2 separate regions of the Ovis aries genome follow, and region 2 is linked to region 1. A link is a contact called in public Hi-C data. All regions are on one chromosome and are shown on one strand. The core of a region is the stretch at or near the end of the contact, and the rest is flanking DNA. Distances in the headings are between cores, read along the strand shown. Region 1 holds the start of LOC132658175 (a long non-coding RNA gene). Region 2 overlaps ITPR1 (inositol 1,4,5-trisphosphate receptor type 1).

Region 1 (6,119 bases), core at 1,104-3,603:
TCTGAGCAGGCTCCCCAGGCAAGCAGGAGGGGGTGACGGGGAGGTCAGGCAAGGGTCCTGGGGAGAGAAGATGCCCTGCACCTGTGCCACCTTGGCCAGAGGGGAGATTCAGCTTAAACAAATCAGTAGGGCTTTCAAGCAGAGATCAGTGAGCATGTGAGCACGCGGGCTTGAGGTGGGGGATTGAAAGAATCCCATTTGCCTTGATTTCTGCGTCCTGAGTGAAATTAGAACCTGATCTTGGCCAGGCCCCGGTGCTACACTGGCGTTGATGGGTGTGGGTTCTGCTAGGGGTGGGGACACAGGTAGGCTGGTGAGTGCTGCAAAAATGAAGAAGGCCCCAGTGTCTATCCTGCCCCCCCTGGTGATGCAGAAATGCCACCCTGGACCAGGTGAAGACTTTAAAATTAACAAGAAAAATGGATGGAAGGAAGGGAGAGAGTCAAAGAAGGAAGGAAAAATGTGTTTGTGGCGGGGGAAATCCAGGACCCTAATACAGGATCAAAAAAAAGAAAAAGAGAAAGGAAGTAAGGAAAAGATAGAGGCGGTGGGGGACGGCTGCAGAGAACTAGATTCACTGCATATGTAAAATGTTGTTGGCATTTTATTATTCTGACTCCTCTTTTTCTTCCACCTCCTTCTCTTCCTCCATCTCAAGCCCAGAAAGACCATGTGGAATCAGAGTGCCCTTGGTTGTAGTGCCCACTACCAGCTTAGTGACAACAGGTAGACCACGTCTTGCCTCCGGCCCTCAGCTTCCTCATCTGTAAGATGGGGCAATGTTAACTCCTCTGCGGAGTCGCTGAGCTAATAGACCGAATGCCTAGCATATGTCTCACCTTTAAAACATGGTAGTTATTAGCATGATTACTGCAAAGTGAGTTGCTGGAGACCACACAGCGAGTGAAGAGCCAGTTTCGACTCCGGTCCGCTGAGTCCAGAGCACACACATTTCGCCACCCAGGGCTGACTCACGGGCAAGCCCAGGAAAGCAGCACCTGCACTGCAACCCCTCTCTCCCACAGGCAGGCATTTACACATAGGGAGTGCACACCTATTGTTTTTGCCTGCCCAGCAACCGTTCCCTTTGATTATGGAAACAGCTTCCACCTCTTTCTCAGACTGTAAGGTTCTCAGCCTGTGAGACATTTATGATGGGAGAGAAGATATACTAGGCAAATATAAGCCCAGAGCTCCTGGGAAGATTCTTGGGTACCTCACAGGCCCATGAAGGCAGAGCTGAGAGAGATGGAATAACAGATCCCTAACATTACCATCTGGGCTCTGGGATACAGCTGTGCCAGAGTCACCCCCTGAATTTCTCCCCTTCCAGCTGATTTGAACCTAGTTCAACCAAGAGTCTCTGACTGACTAATACGGGGCTTGTCTGATGCTAACACCCATGTGCCTTCAACCATCCTGGATTGACTCAACAGCACACAGACGAAAGAGAAAAAAGGCAAAATAAATAAATCAAAAACTTTCTCTTTCTCACTCTCTTTCACCTTAAATACATACATGGCACCTCTGCTAATGGTTGCTAGATGAGTGTACAAATATGTCCAAGAAAGTCCCTTCTTATTACCACCTCTTAACCTAGTTACCTGCCTAAATATTATGATTTTTTGTGTTAATACCATAGTTGTCTGCATGAAACCTCTGTCACTGGCAGGAAAATATATCAAGCCCCCATTCTGGGTCCCCCTGTGAGAAAATCAAGGTTGGTGGAAAGTAAGTATTAAAAGAATATCTATTTTTCTACTTGTAGTTTGGGATTGTCTTTGCAGTTGAACTCCTCCAAAGTAAGAATCATTCAGCAAATATTTACTGTCCCTTTCCCTGCACCACTTTCCTAAGTTGTCTTAATCAGGATAATCAAGATAAGTAGAACCATTCCAACATTTCTTAGATAGTTAGCATTCCACCAAACAGAAAATAAGCTCTTTCCTCTCCCTTCCCAAGGATGTACGTCTGGCCTCTTTTACTTATAGAGTGTGACTTGGCAGTCTGGGGTCTTGACCTCAGAGCTGGCTTTGGTTACCGGAGGCTTTATGAGCCCATCTGCCGGGGAGTTGAATCACTGAGTCATAAAGAGGAATGTCTCCCGGTGCACATCACACTGGAGCAGCTCGACTTCCAGCTAAGCTGGCTGGTGACCTGGCCGCCCCTGAGGGGAGAAGATGGGAGAAGTGGGAGGTGAGGAGCCCGCCTGACGCAGACGGTCACCCCACGATGACCTCACCTGCCAAACCAGTGACTCACTGCCGCTTCAGCCCCCTCCCGGACAGATCTTGCTCATGTGGAATACCTGAGGGGAATACCGGGCTCCTGTAGTTAGCAAAAACGCACGATTGTGAGCTATTTTTAAAGGTGTGATGTTTTCTTACTTTCAAGCGGTGGCAGCAGTCCCTGTGAAGCTAAGACACGGGTCTGGGTTTAAGCCACTTCTGCTTTAATAAGCACGTGAGAATTCCCTTCTGAAAAGAAAAGGTCACATAAGAATGGGGAGTGCTAAGGCAGTTTCCTCTTTTTAAACATTTTTTCATTGTGATAAAACATACAAAGTTGACCATTTTTATCATTTTTAAGCATACAGTTCAAGGGCAGTAAGTATATTCACAGTGATGTACCATTATCATCATCATCCATTTCTAGAGCTTGTTCACTCTTTCAAACAAAAGCTCTGTACCCATGAAATAGTAACTCCCTTTTTCTTCCTCCACTCAGCCCCTGATAACCTCTATATCTTTGTATCTCTATTAGTTTGTCTACCATACATCATTTAAGTGGAATCACACACAATTTGTCCTTTGTGATTGGTTTATATCACTTAGCATAATGTCCTCAGGGTTCACCCATGCTACAGCCTGTCAAACATTCATTCCTATTTAAGATTAAATAAGTCCATTGTATGTATACACTACATCTTATCTATCCATCTATTTGTTAATGGACATTTGGATTGCTTCCACGTTTTATCTCTTGTGGGTGGTTTACTTTTGCAACCTTAAAGATTACTTGTTTTCTTTAACAGTTAAAAAGTTTTCTCTGCAAAGCCTCTTGCAGTTCACCTGTAACCTGGGACTAAAGTGACTGGTTCTGACTACTTCTCAGGAGTGTGGTAAAGATGAAGTTAGATCCTGGGTACAAAGTGCATTCTAAATTCTAAAATGTCCCACAGAAATATTCTCAGCATGTTTATATTACTTGCTTAGCAATGCTTTTCCCCCCCAGGGGAATAAAAGGACCCCTACCCTGGCCTGCTTTCAAATTTAATATATCTTAGATGGAAATGGTCTGAATGAATGAGGTTTCCTTGAGGTGTTTGTGTTTTCTGTCCTCCATTCTCTCCTAAGCAGAGTGTGATTTTACCGAATGCCTACCTTAGATCAGCACACGATTCTGTTAATTAATATTAATCTACCAGATGTACAAGGACAAGTCACTTTGTTCCTTTGTGACTCAGTTTCCTTGTCTGCAAAGTGGGGACCCAAGTAACAGAACTGACTTTAAAGAGTTCTATCAAATGTGGTAATGACTGTAGAGAGTTCCTGGCATAATGGGTATTCAGCCAGTGTTAGCTGCATTTATTGGAGAAGGAAATGGCAACCCACTCCAGTGTTCTTGCCTGGAGAATCCCAGGGACGGAGGAGCCTGGTGGGCTGCCGTCTATTGGGTTGCACAGAGTCGGACACGCCTGAAGCGACTTAGCAGCAGTAGCAACTGCATTTATATTATGATTATAGAATTCTTATTCATTCTTTAGGTTTATTTTTGTCCTGACCTTCCCAGTTGTTATATATTTACACACAAAAATTAAATGCATGGTCTCAGTGCAGTAAAAATGCATTAATTCCAGAGATTAAAGGTCACAGCCACCATTTTAACTGATGCTTTGAGAGGCTGCTTGGTAATGGTTAAGATCCTTGGTTTAGGATTCAGATCTGATTTGGCTTCCAAGCTGGCCTCCGATTCATTGGATAATCTGAGTTCCCTTTTCTAGAACTGGACAAGACCTACCTCCTATGCTTGTAGGGAAGGTTAAGTGAGTTTACTTCTCTGCGTGGTTGAAAGCGTTAAAGGCATGCTGGCTAGTACTATTTGGAGAATCACCCCCTATTCTCTCTGCCTGGCACATTCTAAGTGGCACAAGCTTGCCAAAGCGAATTAAAACAAACATTGCTTCACTCAAAGTGAAGCTGTAGCCAGAGAATCTTTTGAAGAGAATCATAAGAAAATGCTCTCTGGAAAGAAAGGTAAGGAAAAAGCAAAATCTTAGAGGATTCATTCTAAGGTCTGTCTGGTATGTGCTGTTTTAGGGCTCTTCTTTGGGCTTCGATTTTTTTTTTTTTTTTTTTTTTAGGGTTGTTTCTAAGACCCTTGGCGAGAGTGCTTTGAGATCTTGATAATCCTGTGGAATTAGGAAGGTGGCCCAACAGGGCACCCCCAGGGGAGAATCCGGGACGCGCAGCCCCATGTCCTAGGGCGGGCATCCTCGAGCCAGTGGTTTCCTGAGTGGGCCGAGCTCCGGGTCACTTCTCGAGGTCGGGTTGGCCTTGCCAAGGCTACCAGGATGCCGTCATCTCCATGACAACAAAGTGCGGGCGAGGAGACGCAGCGAGAGAGTGGTGTCATCCTCTGAAACCAAAAGCCCCCGCCCCCACAGAGGCCTGGCCCCTGGCCACAGGCGGTGGAATTCTTCTGGGAAGGCGGCTGACATCGCGGGCGGCCCCTGCCCGGGTCCTGGCAGCGCTGATGCAAACGCGCCCCGCGCCTGCAGGCAGGCAGCCCCGGGGGAGAGCTGGCGCGGTGCTCCGTCTTGTTCCCTTCCGGCCACCCCGCCCGGTTTTCCCAGCGAGGAGTCAACAGCTCCTGGGTGGTTCCTCATCGACCAGCCCAGTAGGGGGGTGGGGGTGGGGTGGGGAATGTGTCTTTGCCCAAACCAGCTCTTTCCCTCTGCTCTTCCCAGACATACTTCTAGGGAGAATCCGAGCATCCCAACCTGGCCACGTTTGGAGCAATGTGAAGGGCTCTAGCGGCTCGCAGTCATCCCCCGGGGACAGCCCAGGTTGCCCGAGATACCTGGTGCCAGCTGGTGCCAAGGAAACCGCCCGGATCACGAGGGAACCTTCTGTCTGGGTGGTGAAGGCAGTGAAGGGCCTCCGGGGTGGAGGTGATCCAGCCAGGGATGGTCTCCATCGCCCTCTGCTGGGCAAATGAGTGAAGTGAAGTCGCTCAGTCGTGTCCGACTCTTTGCGACCCCATGGACTATAGCCTACTACGCTCCTCCGTCCATGGGATTTTCCAGGCAAGAGTACTGGAGTGAGTTGCCATTTCCTTCTCCAGAGGATCTTCCTGACGCAGGGATCGAACCCAGGTCTCCTGCACTGTAGGCAGACGCTTTACCGCCTGAGCCATGCTCTAATGTTCCCGCTGGGACCTCCTAGATGCTTGGAGGGTGGGGTGGGGACTGTAACATACAGTCCCTCAGATCCCATACAGTTGTATGAGATCACCCTCCTCATACAACAGACCAGGAAACTGAGGCTCAGAGAGGATAAGGGAACTGTCATTACTTTTGCAGCTACTCTAGGACCAGGTCAGGACCAGAATAGAGATAGACCAGCATAGAGATCTCACTGCACGATTTCTATGCTGTTGAAAGTGAGAAGTCTTCCCATAAGGATTCTTTCATTCAGAGCACCCTTTTAAACGCCACCCCACTGGGAGACCTTTCTCCACTGCTAGATTACTTTGCATCTCCAGTTCTAAGTGTGGTCTGCGTCGGACCCTCTGTGTGTGTTGGGGGTGGGGCGGGGCTGGCGATAGGCAAAGTCAAAACTATGTTAATAGGTGGGGGGTATTTGTCTTTTTCACTATTTCTTTCCCATATATGCGGTGGAGTTTTCCAAAGTCCACATGACATGTGATGTTGCAAAAGACTGAATGTAGAAGCAGATATGAAATCCAGACATCTTCTCTTAAGGCAAATATTTAAAGAGATCAGCAAACATGTGAAACTATGCCACTCATTAATTCATTTGGTTTTAGGAAATATAGCTACTTTAATAAAATACATGTTAATAGGTAATGTCTACTGTTTTAAAATCAATTACAAT
Region 2 (6,119 bases), core at 2,483-4,982, 290 kb before region 1:
ATCCTGCCCGAGATGTCAGGGTGCGGTGGTGTCCAGAGTGCCCACACCTCTCGAGACGGTTGCATTCTAGCGATGAGAAGTACAGTGATGACGCTTCTAACACGTAGCTCACTTGTATTTCCTGCTCTAACATTGCCTTCTTTTTCTCCCCCCTTTTTCTTTTCCAGCTCATCTCCATTGATGAATTGGATAATGCTGAGGTCCTAATTTCATTTTTTTTAAGTGTCCCATGGTGATGTTACCATGACCCTCTCCCAGCGAACTCTTGACCTCTCCCCTAGTCTGTGCGGCATCTAGTATCTGACTTTGTGTAGCATGCCTCTGGGAGTGAGTCAAGTCCTTTGTGTCTGTGTTAGCGTTTCCCATGAGTTTGTTTGCCATTTGTCCTTGGAGCCCATCTGAGTCTAGATAAAGATTTTCTAAACTGTGATAAAATTTCCATCATTCACTGTCTAGAAGCTCAACTGAATTTGTGGTTGGCGCTGGCTATTACAGTTCTCTGAAATTCATTGTTGATGCTTCTCTCTCTGTATGTGAAGCACTCGTGCAAAAAGAAATAACTGTATGGGTACAGTTTGCAAGAAGTGAAAGAAAAAAACAAACCACTGCTCTCTTGGTCCACATGTTGGAAAGTGTTAAGTGTGAGGGGGTCGTAGAAAATTTGGTCAAAGTGCAGAGTGAATTCTACAGCGATCTCGAGACTTCTCAGCTGCTGGCTTGCAGTGGAATTCAGAACATACTATATCCTTGGCTTCTCAATTCTAGGAAAACCACCTAGAGATTGAGAAACTGAAATGTCATCTCATGGTTTCTATACTTAGGTATCAAATTAGTTTCGTTTACTCAGAATTAGCCTGCAGACTCACGAGTGGCCCTCTTGTTTGGGATTTGAGGGCCTCCTAAATATTTTCTCTCTTGTAAACATTTTTCAAGATTTCTTGCCACATCTATAGTATGTGATACATGTTTGGTAATTGATAATAGAAAGGATTAATTGGGGGAATTAATATATGTAGTTGAGGGAGTCTACTTGCCTAGGAAAGGGAGGCACATGGAAAAATTTTTATCTGACTTTAAAAAATTAATTTTCTGATCTACTTCTTTAGATATCTGTTCGCTCTTTTAGACCAATAGATACCTTCTTTTGATGGAATAGAGTACCAAATAGAATATAAGCCCTGCTCTAATAGCTACCACCAGAATTTCAGAAATATTAAGAGATGGTTCAGATACCCCTAAGGAGAATTTGAATCACAGACTTTTTAAAGCTGAAAGTGCCATGCATGGTTATGAATTTGGTCAGGTCCCTCAGGAATGGGGGCGCTCAGAGGGGTAGCATGAGTGGCCTTAGTTCGCACGGCTAGATAGCGGGGGAGGCAGAACTAGCGCTGGGCCCAGCTGCCGGCCTTGGAGGGCTTACTGCTCAACCACAGTAGATCCTGCAAGCTCAGGCTTTCCCTTAAACCTTTCAGCATGAACAGCTGAGGAGGCCATGCTTCTCTGGGGCGAATAGGAAGCAAGGAAAACGGCACGCTGTCCAGGGGGTTCGCCCCTTTAACTACAGTGATTCTTGCTGCTTCCTGTTTAGTCCTCTCTCTTCCGGGTTATTTGTTTGCCAGCAAAACATCTAAGGCTGAATCTTCATGTTGGCAGCCTTCGCCTCTTCTTCTTTCTACCTAGAGTTGTAAATGCTTCCCAGATTTGAATTTTCCCTCTAGAGTATTGAGGTTGAGTTCCTATTTGTTTAAATACAGATGAAGTCAGGAAAGGAAAGCCTTCCCTTATCGGAGTCTGCAGTGTTATTAATACTCTGTTTTGCACCATAGTAATCATTTGATGTGTTTGCTCGCTCAAGATAGAACTTGGGTCTCCTGGCTGGGAGTTTATTGCTCGCTTACGGAAAGATTCCACAGTTGGAGCAGGTGTGTTTATAATTATACGCTAGGAAATAGAATACTGTCTGTTTATAAAAGAAGAATGTTCTGGCAGCCCCTTGGATTCTTTGAAAATTCCCTGAGGAAGCAACTGTGGATCCCCGCTCTGTTGTTACCCTTGGCAACCATCAGTGCCCTGGGACACCAACACTGTCCCCAGGCCCTCGGGCTTTTGGATCTGGCCTTCTAAGCAGAGATGCCTGATCGCCTTTTATCATCCATGGCTGTTCTGGAAATGAGTACAGCTCCTGAGTTTCCCCTGCCAAGCCTGCTGTCCATGTGTGCGGGTGGAAACCGGCAGCCCACAGCTGGAGTTCTGCGGCAACTCCATTAAGAAACTTAATGCGAAACTGGCCCACGTTACAGGCAAGGCCTCCCACCTAAAAACTGCAAACCTGCTGAGGAATAGCCCGAGAGCCAGGATTATGACATATCTGGAAGAGCCGTGATCCCCGGGATGGGGAGGGACCACTACTCTTCAATGATAAAGGGCTCTCGGGCGTTGTGAGAGAAGAGGCACAGTGAACTGCTTGGAAAAACAGCGCAGCATCTTCTGAGTCTCTGTGTATGCTCTGAGAAAGGAGGGTGAAGTGAGGACAGAGTCAGAGGCCTGTAGGAAGAGTGCATGATGGAGGCCTTCTCGGCTATCTCCTGGAGTGAAATTTCATTTGAAACCAGGAAGAGGAGGGTTTCCTTTTTTGTTTTTTTTTTTATTATGATGATCATGATTTTTTTGTTGGTGTTGCAAATCAAGAGGCAAGGTCTCCATCATTACCACCTGATTTTACCTTTTTCTTGGGGTTCAGGAAGAGGACAGATGAGGGGAGAGGTATAGAATGTTTCTGTCACCCCTAGAAAGAAAACACCCCACCACCCATTCTTGGCTTTAAACAGACACCAGTGACTGCTCAAAGCATTTGTTTATCTAACACTTGAGTGCCTGTTCCATTCTAGGTGCTTTGCTAGAGGTTTTGGATCCAGCAGTGCCCGAAATAGGCACAGTGTCTGCCCTTCTGGAGTTTATGGTTTTGCCACGGCAACAGACAATATTACAGGCCAATGTTAACTGAGGCATGTAGGAAGGTAAAGTATAGGGAATCATGTTGTTGTTCAGTCACTAGGTCAAGGCTGACTCTGTGACCCCATGGACTGCAGCATGCCAGGCTTCCCTGTCCTTCACTGGCTCCTGAAGCTGCTCAGATTCATGTCCATTGAGTCAGTGATGCTATCTCTAACCATCTCATCCTCTGCCCCCGCCTTTTCCTCCTGCCTTCAATCTTTCCTAGCATCAGGGTCTTTTCTAATGAGTTGGCTCTTCACTTGAAGTGGCCAAAGTTTTGGAGCTTCAGCATCAGTCCTTCCAGTGAATATTCAGAGTTGATTTCCTTTAGGATTTGGATCATGAGAACATGGGGTCGCAAGAATATGTAGTTTAGGGACTTGGACCTGAGCAAGGAGGTCAGTTCGCAGCAGGCGAGGACCACTGGCAGGTGAGCCTGTTAGTGACTCACTGCAACGGAAAAGTGAGATTGGTGCTCCCACTCCTTAAGGTGGCTGCAGCCCGCCTCTGTCTGCCAGTATTAAGTCCTCGGCTTCTGCCACCGTGCCACCAAGAGCTGCTTCTGCAAGCAAGGGAGCCCCCTGTCAATAATAAAATTCAGCAGGGGGGCAAGGGGGAGAGAGAAAAGAGAAACACAAGAATTATTCAATTTCACCTTCAGGGGGCGTTCTCATGACGTCCAAGCCAGAGTGGAGGTGTCCTACTTTTTTACATCGCTGTGAACTGCTGGGTTGGGCACCTGCCAACATTCAGGCAGCAGTTACATAAGAGCTTCTTTTTTTCCTGGAATTTAGGCTCGCTGCTGATGTGTGACCTTCAACAGTAATTGCCAATAAATGCAGCGGGGCTGTTTACTGTTAGACACTGGCAACCCTGGAGCAAGCGAGCTCAACTCAGAGCATAGAGAAGCTATTGCCGAATCTCGGGAGGGTTTTTTGTTTTTTCCTTTCTTTTTCTTTTTAATGCTGAGATGATTCCATAATGATAAAAGCTGGATAATTCAGTCAAGTCAGAATGCATTTTTTAAAAAATGATTTTCACTTTTGGGTTCAGTTCTGAACTTGTTCTGTAAAATATAGGTGAAACTGCATCATCAGAGCCAAATAATGTCTATTTCTTGTTTCAAAAAGCCAGTGCCATTAGTAAAGGGTATTATGCTAGCTGACGTGAAGATTCAGAGTTGTCCTGCTAAAATGCTAGGTAACTTCTCTCTTTGCTCAGCTTTCTTTCGGATGTTCTGTTCTCTTGATGTGGTTTACAAAGGCTTGGAAAGCCAGGACGCAGCAAACATATTTGCAGACCCATTTGCAGTTTGTTTATTTTTTCCCCCTCCTCTGAGATGGAGTGGGTGAAAAGGAACTAAGGACTGATTCATGGCGTTAGAGATGATAAATTCTCTTTGCTGTGCTGAGAATTCGGTCCACAATACAGTCTTGTTTTTTGTTGTTGTTGTTGTTGTTGCTCTTTTTCTTGTTGCTTTAGGTATAAGGTTGGGTTGTTTATTTGATGTTCAGTCTCATTTCTCGAACTGTCTTCAATGTCTGCTAGGGGTGGTCCATGAAAGGAAGACATCTTATTTCAAAGGAAGATTCTAGAAGCCTAGGGGAGGATTCTTGTTGATGACGTCAGGAAACAGTCTCAGTGGCTGTGTCGTGTGCTGGCCTGTGTCGGGCCCACACAGATGCCTGCGTGTGTGTATCCGCTATGCATGCACGCGAGTGGGTGCTGTTGTACACACACCACAGATAGGAACCCTGGGAAGCCTGCGGGCTTTCTCTTTTTTAAGAATGACAAAGTATAATTTCCCTTCATTTGTGGTAGACATTTATCCCTGGGTAAAATGGTAGGTACATCATGTACAGAAAGTGAGCGTTTCCACGTCTCCTGCATGAGTCTACTTGCTACTTTAGTGCTGTAGTTAGGATAACCAGTTGGGATTCTCTGACTTGGGATTCTCTGGCTTTCTGCTTCAAGGCCAGTCATTTGAAATCTTTTTTTCTATGAAGGTTGATCTTGCTAACCTTGTCTAAAAGCTCTGGGAAGACTTAAGATCCTAGAAAAATGTGAAGAGGCAACGGAAGGCAATAGTCAGTTTCAAGTTCAAAACCAGATAGCGTCAGATCACTGCCAGTCAGCTGTTGGTTTGGAGAGACCTCACCTTGACTGGAGGTGTCAGCATCTCAATATACTGACTGATTGTGGGGTGAGGTGGTAAAAGACAAGACGTGGAAAACACAGGCAAACTCTTTTTCTTAGAATAGTCTCCATTACTGTATGGTCACTGAGCATGATCTTTTATGTTAAAAAGAAAGTTACTTTGATAATAAAAATGTGCCGAGAAAGTCAGTTCATTCATTTACCAGAACTATCCTTTGCTTTGGGTAGTATGTATATGTATTTATGTAGCTTATGTAGTTATGATTTGAACGTATATGGCTTATTAATTAATATGCTTATCTTTTCCATATTGTGGCTGACTGCCATAAAAGAGCCAATCCTCCCAGAAATACAGCTGAAATCCTCTTAGGAGGAAGTGCTAATAGAGACCATTGGTTATTTTGCCAAATCATATGCCAAGCTTGGTTTGGCCTTCTCCATGCCTGAAATCATTCTGTGTTCTATTGGGTTGTGTTATTTAGGGAACTTAGCTGTTTGATGTTACGGAATAAAGTTTACTGAAAATATACCAAGCATAACTTAATGTTTTAGCTGGAAGGAATCCTTGTATTACCTGCTCCAGTCTCCTTGAACTACAGGCCAGGCGGTGGAAGCCCAGAGAGGTTCAGTGACCGGCTGAAGGTCATACAGCACCAGTCCCTGCATGAGCCGCTGTCAGGCAATACCCGTCCATTGTTTTTGGTTTTTCCATTCTTTTTTATGAGTGGATAACATTAAAAAATTGTCCTCCTGAATAAATAGTGGTTCTTGAAGAAGCAAACATTTTCTATTGTCTCAGAGGTCTTTCTGTAACATTCTAGGAGAAAAGGTCATTAATCTTAATTTTCATTTCAAAAATTAAACACCAATATGACAGCAGTTTAGGGAGGCAGTTGAGTACCAGTCCAATCATTAAACATACCAGAAACCACTGATCTCTTGAGTGCTTAGAAACAACTCTGTGAACA

Evidence for each region. A called contact is a pair of places that touch in the nucleus more often than the background predicts.
Region 2: a Hi-C map of liver shows a contact between it and region 1, with 6 times the contacts expected there. The contact joins two enhancer-like sites. A contact is called at or near these places in 12 of 16 Hi-C or Micro-C datasets (blood, hypothalamus, liver and 5 more).

The regions. Positions count from the first base shown.
Region 1 is chr19:21,341,310-21,347,428 of ARS-UI_Ramb_v3.0, reverse strand. It overlaps LOC132658175 (a long non-coding RNA gene), which reads right to left and starts at 5,153. Exons shown (of 3, transcript XR_009597405.1): 1 at 5,083-5,153; 2 at 2,388-2,477; 3 at 2,180-2,308. Within about 2 kb of position 2,353, at least 16 of the 54 cell types and tissues checked have an H3K27ac peak or open chromatin away from gene starts, as enhancers often do.
Region 2 is chr19:21,633,159-21,639,277 of ARS-UI_Ramb_v3.0, reverse strand. All of the region lies in intron 39 of ITPR1 (inositol 1,4,5-trisphosphate receptor type 1), which reads left to right. Among named protein-coding and RNA genes, the nearest start is that of ITPR1, 220 kb to the left of the region's middle. Within about 2 kb of position 3,732, at least 28 of the 54 cell types and tissues checked have an H3K27ac peak or open chromatin away from gene starts, as enhancers often do.